Regions from separate parts of the Mus musculus genome. Here region 1 is linked to region 2. Evidence: chromatin contacts called from public Hi-C data. All regions are on one chromosome and are shown on one strand. The core of a region is the stretch at or near the end of the contact, and the rest is flanking DNA. Distances in the headings are between cores, read along the strand shown.

Region 1 (5,979 bases), core at 962-3,461, 70 kb after region 2:
TCTGTGGGGCCTGGGTCCTCGGCAGAGCCGTTGGTGCTCTTGACTGCTGAGCCATCTCCTGAGCCCTTTCTTCACATTTGCCTGCAGAACTTGGCCTGGTTTGGGGCAATGTGGATGTTTCTGTGCCCAAGGATATTGCCTTTGTGGAGGGAATGAAGGGTTTGGGGCATGTGCCTGTGGGCAGGTTCTAGTAACCGCTTCACTCTGTATGGGAGAGAGACAGAAGCCTTTTAGTGGTGTCAACACCTTAAACCCAGGGTCAATGCTTAAGCACTGGGTGATCCTGCCACTCAGTCCTTGTCCCTAGGGTTCTCTGTGCTGGAAGAGCTTCGAGCTCCCTCAGGCCAACCCGGTCAGACCACACACTGCATAGATTGCTGGATCCATACCCCCTCAGACCACACACTGCATAGATTGCTCGATCCATTAAGTTTCGTTTTTCCGAACTGGTTTTTCAAAGCCACGGCACTTGTTTTCCAACAGACCTTTAAGCGAGGATCCAATTGGTGCCAACTCAGGGGACAGGTGGCCAGGCTACTGGCCCTCTGGCAGGCTCTGCTTTTCAGGCCTTTTGAAGAACAGATCAAACACTCCTGCAAACCAGTTCACCCCTCTATTCCACAGGCAAGGGAAACTGAGCATGTGAGAGGGGCTTAGCTTGCCCCTTCATCACACAGCAAGCGGGTTGGTAAAGCTGGGACCCGAGTCCAGGCAAATGAGACTGGGCCTAGCACCCTTGGCCACCTTGGTCTTCTCCATGCTTATCCTACTTCCAGGCTGAGGCCCTGCCTCTCTTGCCTTGCCTGGAGCTGGGGCGGGTTTCTTTCCAGAACTGTCTTCGGAACCAGCCTTCCTCAGCTGTTGGCTGCTCCTACCTCTCTCGTCCCTTTGTGGCTTCAGGGTCAGAACCCTGACTGGATGGGCAGCTCCCATACAGGTTATCCAGGCTGCAGGCCTGATGTACATCCTGGCCTTGGCTGGGTTCCTTTTTCTTTGTTCTGTATTCTTGACTGTGATCATACAGCGGCAGCTGTGCCAGCTCTGGAGCCAGCTCTAGACAGTGGGGCTGCTGAGGCTCTCTTCCTGCAAGCTGGACACCACTCCTCCCACGTGGCAGGTGACAGACAAGGCCATGAGTAGGCCGCAGGGTAGAAGTTGAATCCTGTTCAGGCTGAACTCCAGTGGTAACGTGACAAGGTTGCAGCTGTCTGCCATCTCCCTCTCTTGCCCTGGTCTCTGAGCCTTCTGAGGAGAGAGACTGCCCTGTGATCTTCTTTTTCCTGGAGCTCGGGATGGCACTAAGTTCCTCAGTGCAGACTCTCCTATTCGGTATGGGCAGTTATGACTTCACCCCCACATTCCACTCCCTGAAGGATCTGACCCTACGATGCTGCTGTATGCCTGTGAGAAGGACCAGAACTCAAGGCAAATGCCATGTAATATCCTGTTAAATGTATCAGTAACTGCCTATGTGGCTCTGGGCAAGCTACTTACCTTCCCTGAGCCTCCCTCCATCTCCTCCCTCAGATGAAGAACACTGAGTCAACTCAGACACTGGATCCAGTGGGAGCCAGTAGCATCTAATTGTTACTAAGGATAGCATTACGGCTACACTACTGTTATCCCTGCAAACTGTGCTCAGAGACAGCCTATGAATGCCCAGTTTTCTGCGCTCTCTCTTTCTGGGACATCTTCTCCTGGTGATTGGGTGAGCCACTGGCACCTTAATGCCTCTAGGGCTTCCCTGAAATGCCGGACATGAATCAAGCACACACTCAATCCTGCCCAGCCTTGCTGTGGGGCCCAAGGCAAGTAGCTGACTATTCTCAGGTCTCTGTTTCCTTTTCTATAGAACCGAGATGGTTTGGGGTTGGAGAGGAGGGAAAAGTACTGGTTGCTCTTGCACAGGGCCAGCACCCACAAGGGGGGCGGGGGTGGGGGGGCTCACAACCATCTGCCTCTGACATCCTCACCCAGTTTCAGGATCCAACCTCCTCTTCCAACCTCCTTGGGCACCAGGCACCCAGGTGGCACCTGTATACACATGCAGGCAAAACACTCCATCTTAAAAAAAAATCTAGAAAAACTCTGAGTTGCCTGCTCTAGTTAGCATCCTACTTAGGCCAGTCTCAGAACACAGTTACCAGAAGAACTTGCCTCTCTGAGCTGAGGTACTCATCTGCTTCTCAGAACCCAGAGCTACCCAGGCTCCTAGCAGGTTGCACCCTGTAGGCTGCACCTGCTTGCTCAGCTGAGATGCTGAACGAAAGGGGCCACTTCAAAATGCATCGTAAATTGTGGTCAGGGAGGGAGAAAAAGAGGAAGCAGGGAGGGTAAGAGGGAGAGAGAGAGAGAGCGAGCCGAGCAAGTGAGCGAGCAAGCGAGCCCCCACTTCAAGGCCTGCTCCCTCCCTAGCGGGAGACCTGTGTATGTGAGGATGAAGGCAAACTTGGGACTGGCAAAGCTGGCCTTCTGATGGAGCGTGTGGTGCCCACTTTGAACGTGTGGCCTTTGTACCTGCCTATTCAGGGCGGCCTCAGGACGCTGGGGGGCAGGCACGCAGGGGAGGACAATGACGGACTCGTGCTTTGCGTTCTCTTTGAAGTGGTTCTGCCCTGGCCCCCTGCGGGCTCCAAAAAGAATGCTTTTGTTGCCCGCTCCAAAGATGCCGTAAGATTCTGGGGGAAAGTAACCGGAGGGGATCTACCCGATTAAAACAAAATTAAAGATAAGAAACAAATCAAGCCAGCCGTGCGGGGGCTGGCGGCAGCTTTGAACAACCGGTAGAAGGGACACTCTGTGATCCAACCCTTTCTTTCCCTGGGGAAGTGACCGGCTTGGGGGAGGGGAGGGGAGGGGGCTGTCCTCAGTGGAAGCAGAAGCCTGGAAGCCAGAAGGGGAAATCGGGGCCCTCTGGGGTCTCCTAGGAGGGACACCAAAGGGAGAGTGACTGCTAGGACTCTAAAATCAAAGTCCACTCTAGTGCTAGCGTCTGGGCAGAAAAATGCCGGAGGCAAAATCAAAATAGCTACTGTTTACAGAGTTAGGTGCCAGGGGTGGGGCCCAGTGCTGGCTCCAGCGACTGAGTGAGGAGTTTAAAGTCTTCACCGCTGTGAAATGAATATGCGTGTTCAAAAGCCTTTACATGCCCCATTCTACCGCTGCAGAAGTTGAGGCTCAGAAAGGGGCGCCACCTCCCAGACACACACACAGAGCTGGAAAGTGGTGAAGTCACATTTGAGAAGTAATGTAGGGCCTCGGTTTTGAGAAGAAAAGCCCCCCCTCCCCCCCGTTTTGATCAAAATGGAGTTCTCCTTACATTCTATTCCCTGGACTGCCGGAGGGGGCGCTTTCCAGGCTGTTCCAAGAAGTGTGTGTTAGGATGGTGGGTGGTCAAAGGAGAGATTTTTAGATTGGCAGTGGGTGGGCGATACTACTCCTAGTCCAGACTCCTTCTCCCTCTTGTGTTTCCCTTTTTGAAAGATCCTGATGCCCATTCCAGGCTGGCCTCGAGTTGGTGACCCTCCCACCTCGACTTCCTTAGTGTTGGGATTGCAGGTGTGTGTGTTCACAATGGGTTCTCTCAGATCCTCTCATCAGTTCTGAACACCCAGTTCCACTTCCCGAGCTGCTAAGAGTCAGCACAGGCCAGCCACGGCTGGATCTCACGTAGCCCCACTTGTCCACACTGCAGTCTGAGGGCCTCTCTGACTCCAGCCCAGTTCCCCTCCTTCATCCAGTATGGGGACAAGTGGCTCTCCAGAGAGCCTGAAGGATCATCAGGTTCTGCCACACATCTTCCATGTCTAGGCTCACACTGGAATGTTCCTGCCCTTTCCAGGGTCTTCCCCATTTTCTAGCCGGTCTCTGCTGGGAGCACAAGCCGATGGTGTCTTTGAGCTCTCTCACTTTAGCCTGTGTGCCTGGGGTTCAGACCTAAGACAACCGCATTCAAATGAACATCCTGTGCTAAAGAGGCTTGGCTCTATCTGGTGTGGCATTTGGCTCTCCAGATGGAGGAATGAGTGTCCAGCGTGGCGGAGAATATTCAGGAAGCTCTGTTCTTCCTCTGCCTTCCATGGTCCCTCCCTGCCCTACCACTGAACTTTTGCTGGTAAGGGGCTCAGCCAGGGACCCAAATCAGGCATCTTCTCACCCTCTACAACTCTTACGACCCACAACCCATTTCCTAGCACCTCATCTCCCAGATTCCTTCCCGACATCCCACACATTGACCAAGGAACCAGGCTACTACATCAGGAACTCTGTAAGCTGGCAGGAAGCAGTGGACAGAGAGGAAGTGAATAAGGCCCTGTAAAGTCTGTGGCCCCAGGGTCCTGTGCTTTGTCTAGCTGTCTGTCTGCCACACATGTGGGTAACTAGCCCTTTTCAGGTTCTAGCCACCTGTCATCTGCGGAATACATCTGTGGCCTGCCTCAGCAAGTGGAAGCCCATAGAAGCTTACTGAGTTGGGTAGAAACCAGCAGAAGGTTGGAAGCCAGGAGGGCAACCCAGGCTAGGTGATGAAGCTTTGGTTCCTAAGGGCAGAGGGCTCCACAGGGAACTGAGGGTCTGCTACCCCTGCTTGCTGTTAGTCTAGGCTGGGTTTTACAAATGACTCTTTAAAAACATTAAAAACAGTTTTGGGCTTCTTTATTTAGTTTATGAATATGGATGTTTTACCAGCATGTATGTCTGTTTACCATGGTGCCTGCAGAGGTCAGAATAAAGTGTCAGATATCCTGGAATTGGAGTTACAGATGGTTGTGAGCCATCATGTTGGTGCCGAGGCTCAAACCCAAGTCCTCTACAAGAGCAACAAGTGTTCTAAACTGCTGAGCCATCTGTCCAGCTCACGGTAGACTCTTAGACTCTTCTCACAACCCAGCAGGATAGATTTGTTTTGTTTTGTTTTGTTTGTTTGTTTGGGTTTTGTTTTTTTTCTACAAAGGGTTTCACTGTGTAGCCCTGGCTGTCCTGGAACTTCAGGACAGATTTTTGAGATGAGAAAATGGAGGCTCACAGAAGCTTCGAGAGGTAACCAGCAGCTAACTAGTAGGCTCCAAGTGGAGCTACCAGTCTGTGGGATCACAGAGACCTTGCAAAGTAATAAGTCACTACCATTTAAAGGGGAATCTTTTGAGTGGGGTGATGCAGGATGAGTAGGCGTATGTCCAGGGCAGAGGGAGGGCTAAGTCTTGGAGAGAAAAGGTAAGAGGGGAGGCGCTGACTTGACTGAGGATGGGGGACTGAGGGAAAAGAACTGGGGAACAGGATGCGGCTCAGAGTGGTTTATGGAGAAATGGATGTCTGGCAGGGCTTCTGGGGGTAGGGGGGCACAGCGGGCAAAGGCTTGTGAACCGAATGAGCCAGGTTTCCCGAGCTTAGCAGAGCGCTCGGCACGCACCAGCACTGGGTACCAGCGTGAGCAGCTCGGGGCGCCACGGCGAGCGCGAAGTCTGCAAGTGGCGTCGCCAGGGCACCGCGGTCCCCGCCCACCGCCGGCGCACTAACCCGGAGCAGATGGCCGGCGGCCCGCTCGCCTCCCGCCGCCGCGCCGCGCTTTGAAGTGGCCGCTGCCGCCCTGGGCCGCCGGAGCCCCGCGGGCCGAGGCTGCGCGTGTTTACCCAGGTGCTCGGCCGGCCGGGGCCTCGGCCGGTCCGCGTAGGGCAGCTGGGCTGCAGAGCCACTGAGCAAGCCACCGCTCCGCCGGCGCCACCGGGCTTCCCGCTGCAGCGACCGAACAAACGCAGGCTTATAAAGGCCAAGGCTTCGTCCAAGGCTCGCCGGCCACCTGGCTCGGGACCCCTTTCCCGTCTGCCTTGCCCCTCCTACTGGGCGGCTTTCCCTTGGCGCTGGCACACCGCTCCCCTCCCCACTCCGATTAAGGCGCCTGGCACCTCCCCCTGCGCCGCAGGACAAGGACGGTTCTTGTCGGCGTTTATTACATGCGGCTGTCACGGCTTGAGCAGTGCTCCG
Region 2 (6,280 bases), core at 1,117-3,616:
TTGTGCTACAGTCCCAGTCCCATGATTATCAGGTTTCAAAATTGAGAATGATGTGCCTGTCTCTTCCATCACAATTAAATACTCCCCAGGGGTGGATTGAGCATTGTCTGAACCAGATCAAGAGCCTCAAAGAGTGGATAGTGGTCCCTCTCTGTCTTCTCAAGAGAGAGATGAACACTTCTGTTCCTGAAGGATGCTGTTTTAGATTGGCTATAAAGTGTCCTCCCCGAAGACTTATCGTTAAAGGCTTGGTCCCCAGTTGCTGCTGATGCTGACAGATGTCTGGGTTGTAAGAATATTCTCAATGGCTATTCCATGTAATAGTGCATAGCTAACTGGTAGATGTAGCCTGGCCGGAGGAAGTGATCACTGAGAAATCTTTGAAGAGTGCTCCTTGTTCTGGTCCTTCTCTTGTTCTCTGCCTCCAATCTGCCATTAGACGCACAGTTGCCCACTATAGCCTTCTGCTGGGATACTCTACTCAGCCAAAAATCCATGGAGCCAACCATAAATTGAAACTTCTGAAACTAAGCAAAACAAATGTGTCCACCCCAACCCCTGCCCCAGGTTTTTCACTCAGACATTTTGTAACAGCGATGCAAACTGAAAACCGTATGTTTAGCTCAGGGAGAAGTCTGCTGACCACCCAAGGGGGTGGAAAGTTCAGCTGTGAACACTTCTGTGCGTCCACAAAGAAAACTATGGCATCTATCTACCCTCAGATGCTAGCCACAGAAAAGATGCCTAAAGGATAGCATACTCTGTGGGATGCCAAGATAGGTCATCATCTTTCAAAGCAGGGACACAGGTCCTGGTCCCAGGCCCTGGAGACAACTTGTCTATCCTGTCTCTCTTTGCTCTGGTCAGATACACCATCAGGGAGTGCAAAGGAAGACTTTTGCCAAGCTTCTTAGAAAGCATGGGGATGTGGGGACAGTGCCAGTCACAGCAGGTGCTGGGGTGGGATGAAAAGGAACCGCTAAGGGGTGGCTGGGCAGGGGGGCACAGTCTGTACCGAGATCTGCTGTGTAACCCAGCTCTGACTAAGAGCTCAGAGCTCAGCGCTCAGGAGGAGCTCAGGCTGATGGACCACTGATGAAGTGACTACGTGAGTGAATGAAGACCTGGGTGCAGGCCATGTTCGACATTTTGTGGGATCTTTTCTCTTTTACCCTTCTGCACTCCCCTTTCTTTTACCATTTCACCCCCTAATGCTAGATAGGAGAGAAAACAAGACAGAAGGGAAAGTGGTGATGTTATCATTAAACTACTTGCTGCTGATTAGGGGCATCGAGTTCCTTGGGATAAGTTTGATCTTTGCAGTCAGGATATCTAATTTCTTTTTTCTTCTTTGTTCACAACCATGGCTTAACAAACCATGGTAACAACAACCAACAGTTACCAACCAACAACCCACTCTGTCCCACGGGGCCCTAGCATTTATAGACCCTCTGAGAAGTCCCCAGAATTCCATATGTTACACAGTCACAGAAACTATCTGCTGCCAGTAAAATCACGCCCCTGCTAGAGCACGAGGCAAATCATAGTCAGCTGCTGTGGGCAGTCTGAAGCAGCCCCATATCCCACACCTGGGATTAAAATGAAAACATATTCTTATAATACTTCTGTGGTTTTTTTTTTTAAACCAAACTTCCAAAATCGTCACTGCACCTGGCCCTGTTGTTAAGGGATTCACATTCTATCAAGGAAGGAGTGGAGTTAATATCCCTTGAGACCTACTATGTGTTAGTTACCATTGAAGGCTTTTTTCCACATACACTACTTTATTTTATTGACATGTATGAATGTTTTATCTACATGTATATCTGGGTACCCAGTGCCTACTGAAGCCTGCTGAAGAAAAGGGCATTCAATCTTCTGTAACCAGAGTTGATAGGCAGTTATAAGCCACAATGTGAGTTGGTGGGAACTGATCCCAGGTCCTCTGCGAGGTCTTTGCCCACTGTGTCATCCCCCTGACCCACATTACCTTACTGAATCTCCAAAACAAGCCGGGAGGATACATTTTTTTTTCCACTCACAAATGAGGATCAGAGGGGCAAAGTGACCTGCCCAAATGTCACAGCTGATGGATAGGGAAGCTGGCATCTGGTCTAAGCCTTTATGACTTCAGGCATGCATACTTTTTCTGAACAAGATATTATAGTCTTTATTTCAGAGGCACCCAAGAGAGATGGAGATGTGACATGTGAGCCACGGGCAACGGAGGTTCAGAAGGGCTTCAGAGGAGAATCATCAGTGATGGGTTTTAAAGGATGACTAGAAGTCTATCAGACAATGAAGGTGTGGAAACCAGTAAAGGAGGGTGAATGACAGAGTTGGAAGGTTCCCCGCAGGAACTGGTGGGCTGGGAGCCGCCTCTGCCTGTGCACTCAGCCCTGCAGCCCCCTCAGGGGAGAAGACTCTCCTCTCACTCTGGGAGGAAACAGATAGAACCCTAATCTCAGGCCAGGAAATCTGTTGTGAGCCCCTCCCGACACCCCATGCCAAGCCAGCTGTGTTCTGAGAGGAAGGAAGGGTGGTGTGGGCCACCTGGGATGAGCGCTTCCTCTGAAATAGACAAGGCAGTGGGGAGGGCTGATACTGGCAGTACATTTGTCCGGGGCAGGCAAGTTGTCTGGAGGGCCCATGTGTGTGATAGGACCCTTGCCCCTGCCCTGAAAGCAGAAGTGGCTTGTCACGCCTCCCGCTGATGAACTCTGGGTGTCTTTTCTGTGCCTGGAATTTGAGGACAGCTTGGCATCACTTTTGTTTGTGTGGATGTGCACAGTAGGGCTTCAGTAGATCCTTGGAGGTGGAGCAGTGGTCAAATTTCACGAATTGGCAATTTTGCCGAAACGCGGCAGACTGCAATTCATTTCTTATCCGGTTCGTCAGCCCGATTGGAACCCCGGGTTTAAGGGGATTAGGAGGAAGGGTTGGAGGCCTCCAGCCATCCTACCTTCTAAGTTGTGCACGCGTTTGGTTAGCAAGGCCTTAAAATAAAGGCAGGGGTTGAATTGGGTGCCTTGTGTGGAGACGAAGCTGAACTAGTCACGGTGGTCAGGTGGCGGGAATGGAGGGCCAGCTGTTCTGCTCCCCACACTCCACTTGAGCCCCTTAATAGTGCTTGCTGAGCCCCCTTACCATTCTTTTCTTCCCATTCCAGCCCGTGCATCTTCTTACTAGGAGAAGTTGCATGGGTGGTGGGGATGTGGGGTGTCACCCTAAGCCCTTGGGCTGAAGCTCAGTCTATTCAGTTGGTGTTTGTGTTGCCCTCTCCAGACTGCTGTCCAAGGCAGTTTGTTCATTTGCTTTTTGTTGTTGTTGTTGTTTTTTGTTTTTTGTTTTTTGTTTTTTTTTTTGAGAGCCGGTCTTTTGTAGTCCAAGATTGCTGTGTAGTTGGGAGGGACCTTGAACCATTGATTCTTCTAACTCCACCCCTGAAGCACTGGGCTCACAGGTATAAGCCACCCCATTAGCTCAACAGAACATTCTTGGTTCAAGACTGGGAGCTGTAGGCTCAACACTGCCACCTAACAGAATGTAAGGGTCCGATCATGACAGCAGTTTCTCCAATGAAGGAGCCCAGGCTCACGCACACAGTGAGCCAAATTCCAGCCATGGTGGGTGTTATTAGAGGTCAGTAGTAACTTGCTGGGCTCAGTTGGCTGAGATTGTCTGGTGGGACCTAGCCTGGAAGCACCTGCCCAGCCAGGATTGTCACTGACAACAGTGTCATGGCACCACTAACAGGCTGTCAGCTGCAACCAGGGTAAGGCCTTTCCATCTCTTGCCCTCTCCACATGCATCCCCGTATCAGCTTCCCACGGGGGCTCTACTTCCACCAGCATCCGGTGCTCTTCCTGAGGGAACACGGGAACACACAGGTGAGGCAGAGTCCCAGTGATTGAACCCTCTACATTCAATTGTTGAGTGACCCAAAGCCACCTCCGGTGGCCATCAGTCCGTCTCTCAGCCCCCACCAGTTCCAGCCAGTCCTCTCTCTCGGCAAGCTTCAGCCTGGAAGGCTCTATCCACTCCAGTCAGGCCTGCCTGAGGTTATCTAGGTGTTCTGGTGACTTCTGAGGGCCTCGCATGAAAGATAACGCCCAAATCAACAAATCTGCCATTGTGGCTTTGAAGAGACTGTTTCAATCACTTTATTTTGTCTTTATGTCAGGTTTGCCAGATGGCGCGGGTCTTTCTGAGGTCCTGTTCCGAGGGGGCGCAGGCAGCGCTGGTGCAGCTTCAAAGCTCCTTTTTAATCTTTAGCAACATCACAGCGGCGGGAAACTGCCTCGGCTCCCTCAAGTCTCTCCCACAAAAGAGGCGCGGCCCAGGCTCTAATGAAAGCCAGATAAAGGGATGGCTGGAATCAGAAACAGAGGGAAAAGAGCAGTCGTTAGTCTTTCTTGTAGCTGTTTCAAAAGAAATTCTAAGACAAATTATGGCTTTGGGTGTTTTTCTAAAGGACTGAAGCAGGGAGAGGCGCCGGGGGAGGAAGCTTTGACCCCTCAGCACCCTTCCCTCGCATGAAAGGCAGAGGAGACTGAAGAAAGGCCGAAATACAACAATAAACTTTCCGCGTGTGTGCGTGGGGATGAAAGGCGCGTGGCATAATTAGGGGCGCGGGCTTGGGGCGGGCGGCCGGCCTTACCTTGCCGCCAGCGCTATTAATGAAGAGGCTGTCTTCTTTTTTCTCTGGAAGGGGCGCCTTTGGTTTTCGGGAACAGGGTGGGGTACCAGGCAACGTGACTGACATTGGATGCAGGCTAGGAATAATGTGCCTTGTGCCACTCTGCCACATAAGGGGCCCACGTGCTCCCTGGGGACTGCCAATACCCTGTCACAGGTGAGCCCAATGTGGATGTCTCAGTTTCTGCTGCCTTTAAGGTTTCAAGGCCCTTGTATAGAGTTCCCTGGGCAGAACTGTTAGTCCTGCAACCCCAGCCTTCTCTCTTGTTCTTGGGAAGGGGGAGAAAGAGAGAAAAGCCATTAGTTTTAGTTACTTGCTGTCTATCTGGGTTATGCAGTGTTCTTGTTGTTTGTTTGTTTTGTTGCTTTGTTTTAAAATTTTATTTATTTATTCACTCATTTAACATGTATAGATGTTTTGCCTGTGTATATGTCTGTACACCATCTACATGCAGTACCTGGAAGAGACCAGTAGGGGTGTCAATCCCCTGGGGTTGGAGTTACTATGGTTTTGAGCCACCTTGTGGAAGCTAAGAATTAAGTCCAGGTCCTCGGCAAGAGCAGCCTGTGCTTTTAACTGCTGAACTCTCTCTCCAGCCTCTGATACAGTAATGTCTTAGAGCCAACATGGCAGGACTTGAGGGGACCAGAAAGCTAAGTTTTGATGGATCGGCAGGAAGGAGAGATAAAACCGGACAGGATGAGGACCTCCTGGGGAAGTCAGGTGGACAGGACCGGCCCCTGAGCATCCTTGTCAGGGCACCGCTGGCCTGAAAGTTGGTGAGGAACACTTGATCCCAGGATTGCCTCCCCCACAGGGCTGTAGCATGGATACTTAGAGGCTCTGGCTGGGAAAGGGCTCATCAAGGTCACACAGCTGCTCAGGGACAAGTAAGAGATGCACTGAAGGATGCGGATGCTGGGATTCCGAGCTTTGTGTAAAGTCTGTATCCAGTGGGAGAGGTAGATGGAGGGATCTGGCCCCCTCCCCCACCTGCCATTTTGCAAGGCACCCTGATCATAGGCCCATTGCCTCTTTCTCATGATCCAACTCTTCAGATGCTTCATCAGTGACTGAGTGAGGAGCTGAGGTGCTGAGAAGTAGAGGACCCCAGGTGACAGAGGAGCTGAGGTCAGCTCAGGGGAGAGGGCTGGATTTGTATCGGGTGTCTTACCTTGGGGCAGAGGACAGAGCCAGTTGTCCTAGCCAGTTTGCCAGGGCTCTGGGCTGTTTCTCTCTCTCTCTCTCTCTCTCTCTCTCTCTCTCTCTCTCTCTCTCTCTCTCTCTCTCTCTCTCTGTCTCTCTTTCTCTCTCTGTGTGTGTGTGTGTGTTTGTGAGGGGAGGGGTACTTCAGGTTGAAGGTTGTAACCACATGGGGAGGCAGACTGCCACCGCTCGGCTGCCTGTACACAGGCCTGATCAAGCAGTCCCTGCTGTCAGTACTGTGCAGTGGGGAGGCTCAGGTACTGACAATGTCTCCTGGGACTTGAATCTTGGCTCCTCAAACTCTTATCTGGGAACTTTGAAGACATGAATTACCCTTCCTATGTTCCTCATTTTTCTCATCCACAGAAAGAGACC

What was found. A called contact is a pair of places that touch in the nucleus more often than the background predicts.
Region 1: a Hi-C map of pre-pro-B cells shows a contact between it and region 2, with 4 times the contacts expected there. The contact joins two enhancer-like sites. A contact is called at or near these places in 13 of 484 Hi-C or Micro-C datasets (DN3 thymocytes, the HPC-7 cell line, LSK cells and 10 more), 2 of 115 datasets of contacts at active chromatin or transcription factors (embryonic hindbrain and embryonic stem cells) and 1 of 9 other capture datasets (embryonic stem cells).

Annotation. Positions count from the first base shown.
Region 1 is chr8:88,448,675-88,454,653 of GRCm38.p6, forward strand. No RefSeq gene overlaps it. Among named protein-coding and RNA genes, the nearest start is that of Gm34846, 28 kb to the right of the region's middle. Within about 2 kb of position 2,212, at least 36 of the 459 cell types and tissues checked have an H3K27ac peak or open chromatin away from gene starts, as enhancers often do. A contact at or near this core is called in DN3 thymocytes and pre-pro-B cells, where this site is marked.
Region 2 is chr8:88,378,180-88,384,459 of GRCm38.p6, forward strand. It overlaps Gm34751 (a long non-coding RNA gene), which reads right to left. Exons shown (of 4, transcript XR_879055.3): 4 at 3,411-4,372. Among named protein-coding and RNA genes, the nearest start is that of Gm34751, 7.6 kb to the right of the region's middle. Within about 2 kb of position 2,367, at least 32 of the 459 cell types and tissues checked have an H3K27ac peak or open chromatin away from gene starts, as enhancers often do. A contact at or near this core is called in DN3 thymocytes and pre-pro-B cells, where this site is marked.